2 separate regions of the Sus scrofa genome follow, and region 2 is linked to region 1. Evidence: chromatin contacts called from public HiChIP or PLAC-seq data. All regions are on one chromosome and are shown on one strand. Each heading gives the region's core, a stretch centred on a gene start, on an enhancer-like site or on the middle of the called end of the contact. The rest is flanking DNA. Distances are from core to core; before and after follow the strand shown.

Region 1 (4,212 bases), core at 120-2,619:
GTTACACATATATGTATACATGCTTTTTCCGTCCATTGTTGTGCTGCGCCCTCCCCTAATTTAGATCATGAGAGACAGAGGCCACTTACCCTGCAAGTGTTTACAACCAAACTTCCCTTGCTGAGGACCAGGCCTTGGAAAGTACAGGGAGAGACAGTGTTCAGAGCTGCCTGTTCGGGTAAGGTACTGCTCGAAGCCTCATGGCCACCGACCCACAGGAGCCAGGCAGGAGCAGTTCTGCGTGGGATGGCCGGCCCACGTTCCCAGCACAGGCGAGGCAACATGCCTGCATAAGCTGTTCGCTCCGGGGGCCAGCGATGACACAAGATCTAGTGGACATGGCTGGCCCTGCATGCTCGGAATTCTCTGGAGGGCAGTGCCCCGGAGGTCCTGTCTGAGCTGAGCCCAACTCTCAGTAGCTGGGTTGGAGGGTGGGGCAGGGGGTTGAGGCAGCAGCCTGTGCCAGTCAGTGCGATCCCAGGGCCTAGTACTTGCAGGTAACCCAACCCGCCTTGCTTCTCGGTCTCCGTCGGCAGACTTCCTCATCTGAACTCCGGAGCCACAGACACAAATGCAGATCCAGATTCTACCTGAGCCAGTTCCTTATTCTCTTAAGTCTTTATCTGTAAAAGGGGCAGGGTGGGGAGTGATATCTACCTTCCAGGAGGAGGTAAGAACTCAGTCTAGGGCCTGGCTTGGGCGCCACACTGAGTCAACCCCAGCTCAGTGCCAATTACCCACGCCAAACCACCTTAGCCTGGCACTTGCACCTCTGCAGTGCAGGGCTTCTCAAATCTGCCTGCGCATTCTACTCTCCTGAAGATAAAGAGAAAATCAATGCCAGGCCCCACCTCGGAATTTCTAGGGATTGGGCCCCTGATCATCACCGTTAGGACACACCGTAAGCGTGGCAAGCCTCCACCTCAGACCAAGGATCCCCACACCCAGTATACAGGAGAATCACCTGGGACGCAAGCAAAAAGCAGACTCCCAGGGCAGACCCGGGGTCTCCCGGGGAGGGGGTGACCCGATCCGCTGCTTGGGAAGCTCCTGCGTTTCGGAGGGCCGACTTCTCACAAGCACAGCATCGTCTGGCCGCCGGCCGTGGAGGCGACCTACCGGGACTGGGTCCCCCGGGCTTCCCGCTGCAGCCCGAGCCTCCCCACCTCGACAGCACCACCTCGCCGCCTAGAGCAGAGGCCTGAGGATCTGAGCCTGCGCGCCCCCGGTTCGCCCCGCCCGGTCCCGATGTGCGTCGCGGGCGCGCCTCCAGAACAGGAAACAGAGGCCGGCGGACCCGCCCATTCTCGCGAGAACTCGTCCGGAAGCGTACGCACCTTCTTTGATGATACCGACGACTGGGCGGGACTTCGGGAGAGCGGCACCGCGCAGACGCGACGCGCCAGCCTCGCGCCACCGCGCTGTAAGTGCGCAGGCGCGCCGGCCGCTCTCTTTTCTGCTCTTCCTTCTGCCGGTCTCCAGACGTCAGCGGCTGTTGGGTCCTATGTCGCGCCGGGCCCTCCGGAGGCTGAGGGGGGAACAGCGCGGCCAGGAGCCCCTTGGGCCCGGCGCCCTGCAGTTTGTCCTCCATGATGACGATGATGCAGAAGAAGAATGCCCACAGCAGGGGCCAGGTGGCCGGCGTGCCCGGGGCACAGGGAAGGAGGGCGTCCGCGTCAACAACCGGTTCGAGCTGGTGAGCAGCAGGGCTACCGGGGCTGGGGGCAGCGGGTGGGGGCGGCCTGCGAGGTGGCGGGTCCGTGACGTCACGGGGCGGGGCGGCGGGGTCGGAGCTGCAGTGGGGAGGGCGGGGCCAAGGGGGTGGGCGGTGGCCTGAGCCCACGGGGCGGTGCTACGTTGGGTTTGGGCTGCGGTGAGGGGCGGGGCCATAGCGTCCATGGGCGGGGTTAGTGGGTCCCCGCTGCGGCGGAGTGGGTGTGGCCGGCTCTGGGGGCGGGACCGCAGCGCGGTGGGCGGGGTCTCGGGGCTCCAACCTGGATTTCAGGGTTAAGTGCCTCCGAAGCCGAGTCATCGCAGGGCCTTCACGAACGTTCTCATCTTTTCCACACACCCCAGGGCTCATTGTCTGGCTCTGGGTCATCTCTGCGTCCCCCCCGGCAGGTGTCTGGCCCAGAGAAACGACACAGTAGATGGGAATTAAGTAACAACAACCGGGGTCTCCTTGTCGCCGGCCTCATTCTCTACTTTTGCACGTCTGTGCGGAGCGCCTGCTGCCCTGACCGCCCTGTGCAGCAGGGATGCCTGTTCCGCTGGCCTTATGTCCCCAGCACCTCGTGCCCACCCACGTAGGGACTCCACAGCTGTTGCTGCGTGTTTGAAGGCGTAGCAGTAGTTTTGAAGACCATAGAGCAACCAGCCATGCTTGTCAGCTCCTTCTTGGTCTGGCTACTGCTCCCAACTTTACCGAAAGTTGCCAAGTTACGGGCCCCTCCTGAGACAGTGGGGCGCGCGGGCTGCCAGTCTGGGCGTTGGGTGTAGAAATTGCTGCTCCTGTTCCTCTTGGGTAAGAGCCTGACCTTGTCGTTCTGGTGAAGGGGGGACTCCGTTGTTCTTCGGGTCCTCCTGACTCTTCGTTCGCCTCCTCGGAGCCTTCTTGCTTGCCCGTTTCTTGTCACCTCTTTCTTTTTAACTTTTGTATCATGGGAAGTTTCAGATATACACAGAGACGTACGGGTAACCCTCAGAGGTGCCCCTCAGCCTCCACAGTTGTTTTCCCAGCGCTTCCATCCCATCCTGCATCCTTAAGTTTTCTGTCGACTTTGGTTTTTTTTTTTTTTAATTAATTAATTTATTTATTTATTTTATTTATTTTTTTGCCCGTTCCGGGGCTGCTCCCACAGCATATGGAGGTTCCCAGGTTAGGGGTCCAGTCGGAGCTGTAGCCGCCGGCCTATACCACAGCCACGCAGGATCTGAGCCGCGTCTGCGACCTACACCACAGCTCACGGCAACACCGGATCCTTAACCTACTGAGCAAGGCCAGGGATTGAACCCGCAACCTCATGGTTCCTAGTCGGATTCATTAACCACTGCGCCATGACAGGAACTCCTTCTGTTGCTGTTCTGACCTCTGAAAGCACCGCCAGCTCCCTTCTTCCTTCCATCCCTCTGTGCACAGGGTGTGATGGGCTCGTGCTCCAGTCGGCTGTGTCCTGGACCTCCTGTCAGGGCTGTTTTCCCCTTATTCCAGATCCTCCAGGTTTTGTGTCAAATAGCCGTCACTGGAGGACATTTACGCGCGCAGGCTCTGCTGCTCTGTCTTGTTCGTCAGTCGGGCAGGTCATTGTCCCCATTGTACAAGCGCGACAGCAAGTGCCACCTGCAGTGACACCTGCTGCTCGATGGGAAGTGGTGCTCTTACCCACACCACGCTCCTTGTCTCCGAAGCAAAGTTCATGTTCCTGCTCAAGAAGCAAGGATGGTGAACGGACAGGGGCACAGAAGTCTGAGATAAATGAGTCAGAAGAACAGCCAGGTGCTTGGGTGTGAGGAAGAGGAGGGGTGGTCGTGGGGCTGCCGGAGACCAGTCAGCTCAGCGCGTCGCTCCTGCCTTCGGCTGCGGCCTCCGTGTCTCCAGCACAGGCCTCCTTCCCCATCGCCGACTCACACCCATCTCCTCGGTGCGTCTAAACTCGCACCGCCCTCTCCACCTCCTCCTCCTTCCCCGTCTGTGCAGGCGTCTCCACTCTTTCTGTCGCCACAGCCAGCAGCCCAGAGGGCACCCCACTCTTTCTCCCTCCCTCACACCCCACCTGCACACCCTTGTCAGGTCCTGGGTGGCTTCAGGCTGCGGTACCTGCAGTGTGACCGTTGCCGCTGGCGGGGTCGTGCTCACCAGTCCTGCTCATCCTCTCGTTCCTCTGCAACTGTCCGGACGCAGCGGCCGCGGGGACCCTGCGACGCGCACGTCTGCTCTCAGCCCTCCTCCCTCAGGACCCCCGGCGGTGTGGGGGCCAGGTTGGCCCACTCATCGCTCTCCAGTCTTGTTTGCTCTGCTCCAGCCACGCTGGGCACCCCCATGCTGTCCCCTCTCCCTGGACCAGCTCTGTTCGTGGTCGCTCCTGTCCTCGGGTCTCAGGCACCCTTCCTGCTGATTTGAAATGAGTCACACGCCCCCTCCCAGTTCGTCTGGTCCTTCTTCTCCCTCGTGTGCCCTGGCGCGCACCGTCAGATGACCTGCGTGCTCCCGGA
Region 2 (4,097 bases), core at 1,318-3,817, 660 kb before region 1:
TCCAGAACACGTCCCTCCAGCAGGCCTGCAGGGCCAAACCTTGCTGGTGAGCCTTCACCTTGGAGAATGGGCAGGGCAGGAACCCGAGCCTGGGAGCATCAGCTCCAAGGAGGCTGGAAGTGACACAGAGCCAGCGTTCCCGAGACCCACAAACAGGGTCCCCGTACCAGCCATCAGAACGGCTCCCAAGGCATGAGCTATGGAGCCCGCTGTGGAAGCTGTCAGTCTCAATGCACACGACTCGAGAGAAGCAGGTCAGCTCGAGGTCTCTCTGCCATCTTTCTGGGCTTATCTTTCCTTTTCACTTTCTAGGGCCGTACCCTCGAGGCATACGGAGGCTCCCAGGCTAGGGGTTGAACTGGAGCTACAGCTGCGATCTACGCCACAGCCACAGTAACATGAGATCCGAACCGCATCTGCGACCTGCACCACAGCTCAGGGCAACACCAGATCCTTAACCCACTGAGCGAGGCCAGAGATCAAATCTGCAACCTCATGAATCCTAGTTGGATTCGTTTCCGCTGCGGCTGCACGGACTATGCACCATCTCTACACCTGCATAGGTGGGCACTCCTGTGTCTTTTTCTTGTACTGCATCTTAGGAACCCAATGTGTTTTACACACGTAGCGTCTCGCAATTCCAACCAGCCAGGACCCCCTGGCAGCCACCTGAGGCTCACGGCCTCGGTCAGAGGCTCCTGTGAGATCTCTGCTGGCCTTCTGGGGAACTCTGGGCTATTTTCACTCAGAACAATTCTGGCACCAAGTATGGGGGTGGGGGCACCACACCAACCTCTTTTCCAGGCTCCAGGCCCCATGTGGGAGTCCAACAGCCTGGCTCCAATTGACACCTCTGACCCCAACCTGGCCTCTGCCCTCACAGGTCAGGGCTCAGCCCCACAAGGACCCCCCCACCCCCAAATTCAGATGCCAGCCCCAAGTCCCAGGCCTCCTGCAAGTCGGGCTCCCACAACCTCCCCCAGCTGGATAATTTCCTAGAACAGCTCCCAGAACTCAGGCTGGCACTGTGTTTACCTCTTTCCTGTCTCAACAGGTACAAGAGACGACCTGGGCGGGGTTTGTGGGAAGAGCAACCCTGCCCTCTCTGGGCCGCAATGTGTCCGCCAGCCTGGAACCCCTTGAAGCCCAGGGCTGAGGGCTTTTGTGGAGGTTTTGTTACGCGGCCATGACTGGTCCAACTGCTGCCGTGGGTGATGGACTTCAGGCTCCAGCACCTCCCCCCTCCCCGCGAGAGGTCAAGGCTGTGCTGAAGGCTCCAACCCTCCAATCTCGCCCTGGACTTCCTGGCAACCTCATCTTGCAGCCAACCAGGGCCCCAGAGACACTGTCACCACTCTGGACTCACAGGCTTAGGAGCTGTGTGCAGGACCTAAGCGCTGCCTCAGCCCTCAGGACAGCAAGGAGGGGAGACCCAAAGGCTGCAGTCCCCCCACAGCTCAGAGGGATGGGACCTCAGCCCAGCTCTGTCCTCGACCCCACTTTACCCCGACGCTCACGTGGACGAATTTCAGAACCTCCACTTCACTCCTAAAAAAGTGTCTGAAAAATACACTCTGGGATTTCCTGTCATGGTGTGGACAAAACGAACCTGACTAGGAACCATGAGGTTGCGGGTTCAATCTCTGGCCTCGCTCAGTGGGTTAAGGATCCAGCGTTGCTGTGAACTGTGGTGTAGGTGTGGCAGCTGTAGCTCCAATGAGACCCCTAGCTTAGGACTCTCCATATGCTGCTAGTGTAGCCTTAGAAAGGAAAAAAAAAAAAAAAAAGAAAGAAAAAGAACACCACTCTGACTTCCTGGGTAAGGAGCACGGGGACAAACTCACAAAGGGATGAGTGGACACCTCAGGGCCGGCCCACCAGGGTGAGCCGCGTGACCTCGGGCCCAGGGCTACAAACACCCAACAGGGGACATTTCTCGGCTCTGTTCTTCCCCATCCCACAAAGGCCTGACCTTTGGTCACAATTCTCAGCAGGACCAGAGCAGCCAGACCAGGTAGTCTGGACAGGCCCTGGCAAGGCAGGTCCCCTAAGCCAGAGGAAAGGGAGGCGACTTTCAGGGAAGGCAGGCTGGGGTCACGGTCAGCAAATGCCCACCTTCCCCGCCCCAGACACCCCAGCAGTGGGAGGAGACAAGGGTGAGCAGGGGCGCTGGCCCTCAAGCGGCCAGCGGGTCTAGGCTGCCGTCTGTCCTTCCAGCGCGGGAGGGGCAGGGAAGGAGACAGGGCAGGAGGGTCTGCTCTTGGCCCGGCCTGGACACGACCACCTCACCTCAGCTTCTCCCACGGGCCAGGTGGCGGGTGGCAGGGCCCGGCGCTGCCGCCCCCGCCGCGCCCCCGCCCGAACGCAGCCGTCCCGGGAGCCCCGCCCGCGCCCGCACTCACGTCGTCCATGAGCAGGAGCAGGATGTTGGGGGGCTGCGGGGCGCCCGTGACGCCCAGCCCCGCGGCGCTCAGCACCAGGAGCAGGTGCCACCGAGTCGCCGCAGCAACCGCCGCCATGGCAACAGCGCCCAGCGCCGAAGAGCCCAGGAACCGCGGGCACCCGGCGAGCCAAGCAGGCGGTTCTTCCGGGCGGGCGGGCGGGGGGCGGGGCCGGGTCTGCCACGTGACCGGCGTCGTCACGTGACGCGGCCGGCGGGGCTCCCAACATGGCGGTGTGCGTGGCTGTGATCGCTAAGGAGGTGCGTACGCAGGCGGGCCGGCCCGCTCCGCGCCAGCCTCGCTCTCCGCCTCCCCTCCTTCCCTGCCCGGAGGGCTCGGGAGGGGGGCCCGGGGGCTTCGCGGAGGCCAGGGGCGGGCCCAGGGGAGGTGCCGCCCGGGCCTGCACCTGCCGCTACCGGAGCGTCACAGGCCGGGCCCTCCTCTTCCGTCCGGGCCCCCGCTCCGCCCGGCCGTCCGTCCGTCCGCTGGCTCTGTGGATTCTTGCTCCCGACTCTCGACGTCCACTTTTGTCCATCTTTCTGCGCTGTGCGCTCCCGCCGTGCAGGCCATCACCCTGGACCATCGACTGTCCCTTCTCCGAATCAGGCCGTGGCGCACCCCTGCCTGAAACCTCAACAGTGGCTTTTCATGACCTTAGGATTCTGTCTGAATTCCTTCCCTGTGCCACCGACACGCCCTCCACTCCAACCAACGGAATAACCTGCAGCTCCCGGGCAGGCTCTGCGCTTTCGCATCCGGCCTCTGCACCTGGAACCCGTCCCTCCCCCTGCCCCATTCCCATCCCTTTACCGGGCGCCATAGATTTCTTCTAGAAGCTGTTTCTGAATCCTAAGACTGAGCTGCGTGGCCATCCGCGCGCTGCTCCTGCACAAAGTCTCCTGGGTCTTCTGTAAGACCCGGCTCTGAAGCAGGTTCCCTGCAGCTCCTTTAGTGCTGGCAGCCCTCTGGCATGTGCCAGGTTTATCTGTGGGTGGGTTTCTGGACTGTTTTCCCCGTGTCATCCTTATTGGGGTAGGGACAGCCTTGTATTTGCTCTATCTGTGCGGTGCCAGGCTGGGGACAGAAGCAGTGAATCGTGGCCTGTGGAGCCTGGGAAGACACTCTTAACTCTCAGGTTAGGTTGGTGGGAAATGGCTGTGCAGAGATGAAAGGAGGGTGGAGCCAAGCCTTAAGGGTGTAGAGGGGGAGGCTGTCAGTGCTTCCCCCCGGGCCACAAGACTGCAGTAGCTGGCATGGCGGGAAGCGGGCAGTATTCCAGGGCCCAGAGGAGGGCACGTGCTGGGACGGGGCTCTCCACACAGAAGGTGAAGGTGAGTGACAGACTGCACTCAAACCCACTTTCCAGAGCTGTCCTTTTTTTGTCTGCCCGTCCTCATGATGCCCCTTGGCAGGTAGGCTGGAAACCCCCACGGATTAGGTTGGCTCCCTGAAGGCGGTGCCCACAGCAGCTTGGAAGATTAGGCAGTGGGTTTGGGGGAGCAAGCGCATGTTCTTTTGGTCACAGGCACTTGGCCGGTCCTCCCTCCTGAGTGCCCTTGGCCTTGCTTTCCGGGTACACCCAGGGTGGATTCGCGCCCCTCCAGCCGCCGGCATCCTTTCTTGCAGAATTACCCTCTCTACATCCGCAGCGTCCCC

What was found. HiChIP or PLAC-seq counts read pairs in DNA pulled down with a chosen protein or histone mark.
Region 2: a contact with region 1 is called in an H3K27ac HiChIP or PLAC-seq map of alveolar macrophages. The contact joins the promoter of GALNS here to the promoter of TCF25 in region 1. A contact is called at or near these places in 1 of 5 promoter capture datasets (liver) and 1 of 2 datasets of contacts at active chromatin or transcription factors (alveolar macrophages).

The regions. Positions count from the first base shown.
Region 1 is chr6:205,998-210,209 of Sscrofa11.1, reverse strand. TCF25 (transcription factor 25) reads left to right here and starts at 1,369. Exons shown (of 18, transcript XM_021097023.1): 1 at 1,369-1,696. The coding sequence starts at 1,505.
Region 2 is chr6:867,754-871,850 of Sscrofa11.1, reverse strand. GALNS (galactosamine (N-acetyl)-6-sulfate sulfatase) reads right to left here and starts at 2,567. Exons shown (of 14, transcript NM_213955.1): 1 at 2,403-2,567. The coding sequence starts at 2,519. It overlaps TRAPPC2L (trafficking protein particle complex subunit 2-like protein), which reads left to right and starts at 2,598. Exons shown (of 4, transcript XM_013994398.2): 1 at 2,598-2,701; 2 at 4,068-4,097. The coding sequence starts at 2,669.